4 separate regions of the Mus musculus genome follow, and all the other regions are linked to region 3. The links are chromatin contacts, called in public ChIA-PET and promoter capture Hi-C maps. All regions are on one chromosome and are shown on one strand. Each heading gives the region's core, a stretch centred on a gene start, on an enhancer-like site or on the middle of the called end of the contact. The rest is flanking DNA. Distances are from core to core; before and after follow the strand shown.

Region 1 (2,700 bases), core at 198-2,697, 490 kb before region 3:
CTGGCCTCCATTGGAGCGGCCAGCAGACCTCTTTAAACGTGGCTGAACTGAGCCTATAAAATTCTTCCCACCACACTGGTGGCTAAGCTGTATCTCTCAGCTCAGGCCTTATTGTTCCTGATGGTAATGAATGGCCCGCCAGAGGCTAAATCTTCAGCGTCCGCTCTCTTTCCACTGTGGGTTCCAGGGTGCAAACTATGGTTTTTAGGTTTGTGCGTCCAGTACTGTTACCTACTGAACCATTTCACTTGTTTTTGGTAAAGGCAGACCAGGGTGGTCAGACAGACAATAGAGCCCTAGAATACTTCATCAAGGGCAGTTTATTACCTAAAGGGCCTGAAGTACCCAGTGCCTGTCCCGGTGTAATCTGTAGGATAGAAAAAGATATGAAGATTTCAACCTACAATCTTTCGTTTTGTTTTCTTCTGGAGATCTGTTTTCTCCAGAAGAAAACAAAACAAAAATTCATTTGTGATTACTTAAAATGCACACTGACAACCACAGGCACAGTACTGACTTTCAAAAACATAACGTCTATTTTCTATTTGTTTGTTTGTTTGTTTGTTTTTAAGGTTTTTGTTTTGTTCGTTTTGTTTTTCTACATATGAGTGTTATGCTTGCATGTGTGTGCAACCCAAGTGACCTGTCTGGTGCGCAAGGAGGCCAAAAGAGGGGCATTGAGTCCCCTGGAACTAGAGTTACATAAGGTTGTGATCCGGCCATATGAGTGCCCTGGAAAAGCAGCCAGCGCTCTTAACTGTTTCTTCAGTCCCTCCCCAAGCCCCCACTACTCGGCTTTGTCTTTTGAGATAATGTCTGTATGAGCCAGTCTTGCCAGAAACTGGCTCAGGCAATCCTCCTGCCTCAGCCTCTGAGTGCATCAATTACAAGTGTCAGTCATCGTCTGGTTGTGGATTAGCTGTTATGTAACACAAATCCCCGATTTGGGGTCAAGCAGAAATGGGTGAGGGCTCAGTGGTGACCAGGGCCATGGCAGGGATTAGGATCCGGAGCAAGCATGCCAGGAGGGTTTCTGCTGGCATCCACTACGAGGACTCTGTCACCCTTCCCGACTCGACCTTTTCTGTCCTCGATGTCTCCGAGACCAGCCAGGCGTCCCGAGTCCCTCACACACCGGCGCCTTTCTCACCCAAGCCAGCCCATCTCAGACTCTTGCACACTGGAATCCTAAGGGCCGCCCTTCCCGCGCACGCAAACACGGGATGCAGAGACCAGCGGTCCCCAGGCAGCAAAGCCCGGAGCCTCGTGCATGCGCAGGACCGGCGGGCCGCCAAAGGGGCGGGGCGGAATCGCGTATCACGGAAGTCGGGCCGTCCCGCTTCGCCGGCGCGCTTCCGCCCTCTCGCCTGACTGCCAATGGGACCTCAGGCTCCGCCCCTAGAAACGCGGGCCCCGCCCCTGGAGACGCGCCGCTGCGCAGGCCTCTCCCGCTAGCCGAGTGTACAGCGGAGGGCGGCCGGGCCCGCGGCCCTGTGGCCACCATGAAGCTGACACGAAAGATGGTCCTGTCCCGAGCCAAGGCTTCGGAGCTGCACAACGTGCGGAAGCTCAACTGCTGGTGAGGCCGGCCAGGAGCGGGAGGAAGCAGAGGCCGCGCTGAGCGCCTGCTACCCCAGGCTAGCTAGGTTGCAGGCTCACTCTGAGGCCAGTGCTTCAGAGGAGTGCGGCCCTCGCAGGATAACTAGAATTTCCCTCTAGTGTTGCTGAGGGCTTTTCGCTAACCCTCTGTGTCTGTGTCTGGTATCTGAAGACAGAGGTGCTTAGTGGCATGTCTACAGGGAGAGACTGAGGTTGTAAAGTCATGATCCGGTGCTGGAGAGGGTGACCTGGTATGAGTGACAGCCTAGACCTTAGATGCTATTATATGGATGCACTCTAAGTTGCATGGCTGAGTCACACTAATACTGAAAGCCCCGGGCTTCTGGAGGAGTTTGTATCTGGCGTGTGGAAGAGCTACAGGTGTCTCTGGGGACTGGGGTGGGATGCTGTGGCCAGAGCATTTAGCAGTGGCAGAGCAAGTGCAGACCCCTGCTTCTAGTAATGGTCAGTGGGCTACTGGAAAGAGTGAGCTTTGTTAATTAAAAGCCTTTCCCTGCCCTGGCACATCTGGTGTTGGGGCCACAGTCCTCCCTGTCCTGGGTTTTCAATAATGCCTTTCTTTGTCGAGCCAGCGAGCACATCAGGGCTTCCTCTGTGCAAGCAGAAACAACACACATTGCAGGCCCGTGAAGTTTGCTTCAGAAGTTGCATGACCGGCCTTTGAGCTTGGCCTCTTATGAAGATCCCTTTGTTTATGTGTGTGACTGGAAAGAGCTTTCTGCTATGGGAGCCTGAGAGGAGAAAACTGTGTACCCCCATGCACCAAGCAGGGAGTATTGGCAGAAACCAACCTCACCCTTATTTGGGCAACCAGCCTTCCTTACTGTTCCGAATGTAGAATCTTTAGATTTATAGACAATTGCCATTTCTTTGGGGATTTTTAAAATATTTTCATTCAACAAATTAAAGTCTATTTCTTTTCTTCTCCAGGGGCAGCCAGCTCACAGATGTAAGCTCTGCCTTGATTGTATCTTCTTCCGGATGCCCCTTCCCCCAGAAGAATAGCTAAAGTTACAGAACTGTGATCTTCAGCTCAGTGCCGTGTCACTTGCTAGACCTGCACAGAGGAAAACAGAGTCA
Region 2 (2,700 bases), core at 30-2,529, 380 kb before region 3:
ATGTATATGAGTACACTGTAGTTGTACAGATGGTTGTGAGCCTTCATGTGGTTGTTGGGAATTGAATTTTAGGACCCCTGCTCGCTCTGATTGGTCCCACTTGCTCCAGTAGCCCTGCTCATTCTGGTCAACCCAGCTCGCTCAGTCCCTGCTCGATCCAGCTCAAAGATTTATTTGTTATTATAAATAAGTACACTGTAGCTGTCTTCAGAAGAGGGTGTCAGATCTTATTATGGGTGGTTGTGAGCCACCATGTGGTTGCTGGGATTTGAACTCAGGACCTTCGGAAGAATAGCCAGTTCTTCCGCTGAGCCACCTCTCCAGCCCCTGATATGAACTTCTAGGGTCAAACTGGCACTGGTGAACTGTGAGCCAACTCCTCACTCCATACCAGGAGCTGTAGCCACCATCATGAGGCTAGACCCCTGGTGGGTGGTCTAGCTCCAGGTCAGTTGCACTACTCTGAAAGATGATTGTCACACTGTTGTTGAACTGTGGCCCGAAAACCAGCATCAGAGACCTGGAGGGACTTTCCAAGCCCTTGAGTGGCTGAGGCACTGTTCTGCTGTAGAAGCTGAGCACCTCATACTTCCGGGGTGGGGGTGGGGGTCCGTTTAGACCTGGGGGAGGGAGGGCGAGGCTGTCCTGCTCTGGATGCTCAGCTTTTGTTTAGTAACTGGTTGGCTTCTCCACTCATATACTAATTTGGGGAGAAAAAAACCAAACAAGAAAAACCAAAACAAGCTTCCTTTTGAGTCATTGTGATCGGTTCCGGAAAAGGTTATGTCACAATCTCTACTTTTATCAGTGTTCCCCAGTGACCAGGAGGAAGCAGTCAGCCCGGACTCCTGGAGGCTGGGATGAATGGTCCAAGTAGCATCTGTTGGGATAGGGTAAGCCGGGTCTCTAGCAAAGACAAGAGGAATATGAGACAGCAAGGGCACACCGAGGAACTGCTGTGTACAGGACATGGTCTAGGTGATGCCTTGGGTACAGGTCAGAGGTCAGTCCCTTTGCGCTGTGGAAGGAGATGGCTGGAATTGTTTTCTTCTTAAAAAAAAAAAATCAGGACAAGGGATCAGGACTAGGATCCATGAGGCACCTCACTAAGGACGTCACTGGGGTTTACTAAGGTGGAGAGAGGGGGAGGGGATGGAGTGTGTGTGTGTGTGTGTGTGTGTGTGTGTGTGTGTGCGCGCGCCTGTCACTCAAGAGTGAGTGCAGTAGATGTTGAGTTCCTGTCTGCTTCTCTGGCCTGAAAGAGGAAGTGGGCACTTTTGTAGACCCAGGATCCGTATAGGACAAGACCTTTCTGCTGAGGTCTCAAAGCCTGCCGGTGCTGCTGGAACATGGGAGTTTCATTTCCTGAAAAAGTCTTAAGAGGTCTGAACACAGCAAGGGGCTGGGTATCCCAGAAGACAGACCCTTTGTGAACAGGTGGGTGGCACCCATTTGCCTAGCTGGGGGAATCCCTGTAAGGGCCATCAGGTAATGATCAGATGTGTCAAAGCACTGGCCTGGCTGGGCCTGAATGTTCATTCTCTGGGGGAAGCCATGAGAAAAGGTTTAGAGACACAGGACTACTTCTGGATGAGGGACTTGAGCGGTCCTCTTCTTTTACCTGGGCTGGGATGAGACTGCCCCTACCTTGGGCTCTGGGGCTCTGGGGAAGATCTACAGAGTAGAAATCCCCCAGAGGGTGCTGGGAACAGTGGTACCCATTGCCAGCTGGGACCAAGTCCATCCGACAGGGCTTGAGATGCGTCTTGAAAGCGTTTGGCACACAGAGATGGGCGAACTGGTTCTTGGCATCTGCCATTCCTGTATCCACTGAACTCAGCCCCTCAGGTGACAGAAAAATGACAAGATGCTTGGCTTGAAAATGAGAGACATAGGGAAAAACTCTCAGGAAGAGCCTTGCAGAACACAGGTGCTTGAGGCCAAAGACCACCTGCCAAGAGCATCCAGCTCTGGAACTGGGGAACACGCCATGCCTTAGGTGAGCCAGCATGAGTGGGCTTACCAGTAGCCTAGCATTAGAAGGCTAGGAGATTATAGCCGCTCCATCCCCTGGCAGTTACAGGAGGTCTTGGGAGGGACCAGGCATTAAAATGAAGTTCCTAGCAGGTAAGTGCAGGCCAGGCCAGGTGTCCTCCCAGGATCTCACTCTTCTGCTGGGCTCTCCAGGACCCTAAGGACAGTGTGGCAGCACAGGCTGTCTTTTCATGAGTGGTTCCCAGCTTGATATTCCAGAGAGGGGCATGAGTTGCTCTGACCACATAATCACAAACGGTTGCCCAGGCAGAGGTCAGCAGGGCTGGATTTTGGGAGAATCCTGACTTTGATCCAATGCAACTGGCAAACACTACCAAGGACCTAGGCACTGCACACTGCTCCCCAGCACAGTGGCCCTTAGAGGAGTGAGGAGAGTCATCCAGATCATGTGATGTTCGGGATGGTCCTTCACCTGCCTGCCCTGACTCCTCGGCCCCTCCCCTCCCCTGCACACTGTGGCAATACTGACTACAGGAGGTAGAACCTGACTGGCAGCACCCAGGTGCCTCCAGGAGTGTGCTGAGTTCTACTGCAACAGTTGGCAGGCACAGTAAACCTGGCTGTGTTCTCTTTAGTTTGGTTTGGAGAGCAGATTTCCCAGGTCGCCCTGCTCTCTGCTCTCTGCCATCCATCAGGGCTAGGCAA
Region 3 (2,700 bases), core at 56-2,555:
TGCCCTTGCCTACAGACTTTGATCTCCTATGCTGTATAATAACAATCAATTGCTCTATTTGTCTGGCAAGCAAGCCTGATTCAGGACAGTCCTCTATTGTCCTTAAATGCAGTTCCAGCCACCTGTTTTCCTTCCAAGTCCTTCTTTCAGGTCCATGGTAGCCAGAGGCTACACCCTAACATCTCCCAGGAATCAGTTTAATGGCTAGACATGAGCGGAAGGGGAACGGGGACCTGCCACCCTGCTCAGTGACCAGCCAAAAAAGATACATTGCAAGAGGCCACCACCTGGTTGCCCAGGCCAGCCCAATCTTCCTGCTGGACCGGCCAGGCAAGGAAGCTCCAGTCAGCTGATATTGCCTATGACCCCTATTCTAATGCCCATGACAACCTGGTTCCCTCCAAGGGCAACCAGTCACAAGCAGGAAGCACCACCTGCCAGAAATGATCAGAGATAGCCTCATTCATCACACATCTCACAGGAGATAGGATCTGGGAAGAAAAGGCTACAGCCCTTCTAACAGGTTGCTTCCAAAGCCAAACTCAGCAAACTATGCTGTCTTTTAGGAATAAAAGCAAGCACGCGGGAGGTGCAGAGTTCCAGCCCCATCTCTGCGGGTGACAGACCACCCTAAGAGTGTTCAGACCCAAGCGTGGGCCCAGCTTCCTCCTTGGTCCAAGTTCATAGAATGGGTAGAAGCAGAACGTGGATGTCTGCAGAGAGCGAGCAATCACTAGCCAATGTGTCTACCAAGAGGCTCTCCGCGCTCCCAAAGGAAAGGATTCTCCCAGCTCAGCATTTTAACGCTTCGGGAAGCCCCTGCCCACTGTTGGTCAGGCAGACGGAAGCAACAGGGACCCTCAGGCGCTACCGTGTGCGCCACAGCCGGGCAGGGGGCTTCGTGCCACCTGCACCACCCCGCTGTAAGCTCCCCAGGGTAGTCCACGCCCCCGGCCTGCCTGCGCCAGGATCTGCCCTCAGCGCGCCCAGCGCTCAATAGGGACCCAAAAGGATGGCCACAGGGGGCCAAGGTCATTAGTCGGAAAAGGCCACGCAGCGAACCCGTAGACCCGCAAGTGAGCAGCCCGGCCCGGTTACATAAGCAGTGGAGCGCATACCTGCAGAGGGAACATGGCCGCTCTGTTACCCACGTAGCCACGGACAACATGGCTCTGGATGGAGAGCACCCGGCATTCGCCCTCCATGCCGGGAAAGCTGTAGTGGCGCGTGGTCCAGGTGGTGTCACAGGCTGGGGTTGCTCAGGCCGCTCGCTCGGATTCTGCTCCGAGCGCTTTAAGCACGCGCAGTCGCTAGGCTTGGACGCGCTCCCCGCCTCCTCTGACCTCAACAGGCCGGCTGCTAACCCGCGAGTCCCGCGCGGCGAGGGGCGGGCTGAAGGCGGTGCCTCACGCAGGCCCCGCCCCTCCGGGCAACGGGACCTGTGGAATCCAGCACATGAGCTCCTTCCTCTGTGCTCCATCACGTGGCCTCACATCCCTTTTTGCAGATCTGTCTGTGCGTCAGGGGGTTCGCCTGTATCACACTCCACAGCACGGTACTTTCAGTACACACTGTTCCACCTCCTTGGCCCGCGGCGCTGATCACTCCATGGGTGGCATACTCCGGAGCTGCTGTCCAAAGAGTTTCCACTGAGCTCCAGAGCCTGAAGACCCTCAGAGATCAGGAGATCCTTTCCAGCCACGCGGCCTGCGTGGAATCCCAGACCCAGTAGGGCTCACAGGCATCTGATCTCAGGCTACCCTGAGTCAGGAGTCACGTGCCCCTTCTCAATATAATAAGAGATCTTCTCTAGGCTCAAGTCTGCTTAGAGCCACTCATGGGGACAGATTTGAAGGGGCTGCACTGGTCTTCCCCTCTTCACTACCCACCAAGTCCTCTCAGTCCTAGGGAAAGCGCACCTCTCTTCCTGTCCCATCTCCAGACCTACACTTGGCACTCCTGTGGTCACGGACACACCAGGGTCACAGATCAGTGGCACAGGCCAGTATGTCAAGTTTGCTTTATCTTGGTGAGAGAGAGTACTGGGGACCAGATCTGCTCTGAAGAGAAAGGAACATTCCCATTGCTTGGGGAACAGATCAGAAAAAGGAAGTGGTTTTGAGGCTCCGTTGGTGGGGTGCATACCAAGGCCCCAGCACCAGAAAAGCTGTAAAGAAGAACCAAGTTGTTAGGAAGGCTTGACTGGAATCAACTAAATGGAAGTACATTGGAGGAATAATTAATTGCTTGCTGATAGTAACGTTTGCTGGATACTATGTATGTGCTAAACATTTCTTGTAACTGAATCTTGCTAGCCTGGAGCAATGGTGTACATTTATAATCCCGGCATTTCTGTGTTTGTGTATGTGTATAGAAGACCTCTGGTGTTATACTTAGGGAGGGGCAATTCACTTTGAGCTTTTCTTTAGCTTTTTTGAGACAAGGTCTCATGATGTCTCTCTCCCTGATCCAGCTCACTATCTAAGCCAAGCTGGCTTTGAACTCAGAGACCCACCTAACTTGAGTGCCAGGATTAAAGGTGTATGCCACCACACCTGGAACTGCCTTGGATTTATTTTATGTATTCATTTACTTAGATACCCTACTAGGACCCGGAAGTTCTCTCTTAGTTTGTCTAGGCTTCCTGGTTATGAAGCCCCTGGGATCTACCTGTTTCTATTCCTCATTGCTGAGGTTACA
Region 4 (2,736 bases), core at 109-2,608, 420 kb before region 3:
CGGTTCTTAAGCTGTGATGGGCTGTTTCCTTCTTCAACAGAAAGGAAATCAAAACCACCTGCCTGCCTCACCGCCCAGAAACTCAGCCTTTGGGACAGTAAGACGCTGAGAGGCTGTGGGCCTCCTCCAATGCTCAGGTCTGAGGGCTCAGAGGTGACTCTGTGACCCTGGCAGGCTGGCCCTGGGGTGGTGTCAGTAAGACAGAAGCTCCTAAGAGCCGGTTGGGGAGGGCCCAGCAACCCTGGCTAGCTCCTCTTGAGTGTACCTGGGCTGGAGACGCTCTTTGAGGCCAGAGTTGCTGGTGGGGTGGCTCGAGGCTCCTCCAGTGCTTTTCTCTTGGTGGGGGGTCTGGGTGGCAGTACCGCGGCCTTGGGACCAGCAAGGGGCTTTCTCCCTTTCCGGGACTGGTTTAGGTCCACATCTGCAGCTCAGGGGCAGGAACAATGGTCCTGTCTTAAAGCCTTATCTTCAGGGTGAGCTCTAGAATGGGGCACTCTTGAGGACGAGAAAGAGCAGACCTCTGCCCTTTGCTTCTTAGGATCTGCCCAAGTTCTAGTGGCTCCCTGAAAACATGGGCCGACTTGTATCCATATCCCCGATGCTACCCATTGGCTGAGCATCAGCTCCAGCATCAATCAGCACACGCCCACCTTTTGGGAAGCCGTCCAGGATGCTATGCAGGCGGCTGTACCGCTCCAGATTGTAGTCCTTAAAGAGAATCCTCCAGAAATCCAGGATGGCCCCACTGTCCCGGGTCAGGAGCCAGGACAGCAGGGCGTGGAAGGCCTGGGGGCAGCCTTCCTTCTCCTTCAGACGGAGCGTCTCCTGCAGTGACAGCATTGGGCACCTGGGCATATCATTCTCCAACTCCTGCCTCTTTGGGATAAGGGAGACTTGCCTATTCCTGTCTATCCCTGGGCCCTGGAGCAGTTAGGGGGCATAGGGTGTGAGGTTAGGGAACTCACCTGGGACTTGATCTGGAGAGGTCTCCTGAGGAGGGCTTGGGACCACTCCTTGGCTGGTAGGGGGAGGGTATGGGTATAGTATGGGTTTTGGCTGAGGTTGGGAGGGAACACCTAGTCTGCGGGTGGAGGAGTGGGGAGAATGAGAGGCACCGGGGGCGGGACTGGAGCCCACCTGGAACTTGTCCTCAGGGACCACGTCGTGGTCGGCTAGAGCATGCAGCAGCGGAAAGGCACTGTCTATGGCCACCGCGATCTCGGTGCGGTGCAGCCTCAGCAGACGGCGTAGCATTCCATCCCCACCTGCCATCTTCCTCACAGGGGCTGCGCCTCGGCGCCCCCTGCTGGCCCACGCGCGCTTGCGTTCCCTTCTCCCTTCCTTGGGTGTCGTGGTGCTATCCGGAGAGGCACCTGTAAGCGTTTATATTTACTCCCCAGCGGCGGAAAGGCGACGTTTGTCTTGCTCAGCGACTCTGTTATACTTTCAACCAGGAAAGAACAGAGGCTGTTGTTTAGCCTAGAGCCAATCAGGGCCCAGCTTTCGAAAGCTGGGCTAGAGACTGCCCTGCCTTTGGGTTCAGGACGCTCTGATACTCTTTCTTTGTGAGATCCAGTGCAGCTGCCTGGCCTCGGGATAGAGGAAGCGGGAAAGTTGTCTCTCCAGTCTCCCTACAGAGGATCTGTTTATGGGTTAAAAACCGGGACTGGCGGGAAAGATGGCTCTGTGGACAAATTGCCTGTGTGGGGAAGCAAAGACAGGAGTGGCTGTAGAGCTCACTGACCAGGCAACTAACTGAATGGATAAGCTCAAGCAAGGTTCAGGGATAGAACCTGCCTCAAAATATTACATGGAAAGCTGAGTGTGGTGGCTCACGCCTTTAGTGCCAGCACTAGGGAGGCAGAGACAGGCGGATCTCTGTGAGTTTGAGGCCAACTTGGTCTAAAAAGTGAGTTCCAGGGCAGCCAGGGCTACACAGACAGAAACCCTACGCAGAGAAACTGAATTTTTTTAAAAAAGAAGTTAGGTGAACAATTGAAGAAAACACCCTATATTCACTATTCCATACACATGTACATATGCAAGCGAGAATGCACGCACACGCACACACACACACACACACACACACACACACACTGAACTTAAAAAGAGAGGGGCCAGAGAGATGGCTCAGTGGTAAGAGCACTTGTTCCTCTTGCAGAGCACTTGGGCTTGTTTCTCAACACCCACAGGATGGCTCACAACCCTTTGTAACTCCGGTTCCAGAGCATCTGATGCCCTCTTTGGCTCCTACTGGCACTGCATGAATGTGGTGACCAAATATACATCATGCAAGCAAGGCACTTAAACACATAAAAGAAAATAATAAAATAAAATAACTGGGGGAGGAGAGGGGAGGGGAAGAGAGAAGGGGAGGGAGGAGCCAAAATAGTGCTCTAGCCACAGCCTGGCTGTCCAGACCTGCTGGCACCTCTGGGTAGCCACAATAGGAGACCTCTGTAACTGGCTGGACAGTGGACCCCGCTGGGAACCCCATCTGTCCTTGGCTGAGGGCTGGGGGAGTAGAGTGGAAGATTTTAGCAGGACAGTGGAGATGGTTCATCCTGTGTGATAGTGGGTGAAAAGGACACATGGCCTACCTCTGTGCTCAGAGGTGGCTGGCAAACTGAACTAGGAATGTGTTAGATAGAGTACAACAGGAAGAGGAAAGAAGGCAGAGAGCCCATAGACCAGGGCTATGGCCCTTTAATATCTTCATGTTGTGGTGACCCACCC

What was found. Promoter capture Hi-C pulls out the DNA fragments that hold promoters and counts their contacts. ChIA-PET counts read pairs in DNA pulled down with a chosen protein or histone mark. Capture Hi-C pulls out chosen DNA fragments and counts their contacts.
Region 1: a contact with region 3 is called in a promoter capture Hi-C map of embryonic stem cells, with 3 times the contacts expected there. The contact joins the promoter of Cfap410 here to the promoter of Pdxk in region 3. A contact is called at or near these places in 2 of 39 promoter capture datasets (both in embryonic stem cells), 3 of 115 datasets of contacts at active chromatin or transcription factors (large pre-B cells, pancreatic cancer cells and regulatory T cells) and 1 of 9 other capture datasets (liver).
Region 2: an RNA polymerase II ChIA-PET map of memory CD8 T cells shows a contact between it and region 3, with 17 read pairs. The contact joins the enhancer-like site here to the promoter of Pdxk in region 3. A contact is called at or near these places in 1 of 39 promoter capture datasets (pre-B cells), 3 of 115 datasets of contacts at active chromatin or transcription factors (embryonic stem cells, memory CD8 T cells and pancreatic cancer cells) and 3 of 9 other capture datasets (adipose tissue, embryonic stem cells and liver).
Region 4: a contact with region 3 is called in a promoter capture Hi-C map of liver. The contact joins the promoter of Aire here to the promoter of Pdxk in region 3. A contact is called at or near these places in 1 of 39 promoter capture datasets (embryonic stem cells), 3 of 115 datasets of contacts at active chromatin or transcription factors (all in embryonic stem cells) and 3 of 9 other capture datasets (embryonic stem cells, liver and pancreatic islet).

What each region holds. Positions count from the first base shown.
Region 1 is chr10:77,977,203-77,979,902 of GRCm38.p6, forward strand. Cfap410 (cilia and flagella associated protein 410) reads left to right here and starts at 1,448. Exons shown (of 7, transcript NM_026431.2): 1 at 1,448-1,579; 2 at 2,551-2,569. The coding sequence starts at 1,503.
Region 2 is chr10:78,086,017-78,088,716 of GRCm38.p6, forward strand. No RefSeq gene overlaps it. Among named protein-coding and RNA genes, the nearest start is that of Gm30039, 5.5 kb to the right of the region's middle. Within about 2 kb of position 1,280, at least 125 of the 459 cell types and tissues checked have an H3K27ac peak or open chromatin away from gene starts, as enhancers often do. A contact at or near this core is called in adipose tissue and memory CD8 T cells, where this site is marked.
Region 3 is chr10:78,463,643-78,466,342 of GRCm38.p6, forward strand. Pdxk (pyridoxal (pyridoxine, vitamin B6) kinase) reads right to left here and starts at 1,306. Exons shown (of 11, transcript NM_172134.2): 1 at 1,119-1,306. The coding sequence starts at 1,205.
Region 4 is chr10:78,042,252-78,044,987 of GRCm38.p6, forward strand. Aire (autoimmune regulator (autoimmune polyendocrinopathy candidiasis ectodermal dystrophy)) reads right to left here and starts at 1,359. Exons shown (of 14, transcript NM_009646.2): 1 at 1,138-1,359; 2 at 651-825; 3 at 266-421. The coding sequence starts at 1,272. It also overlaps a transcript of Dnmt3l not described here.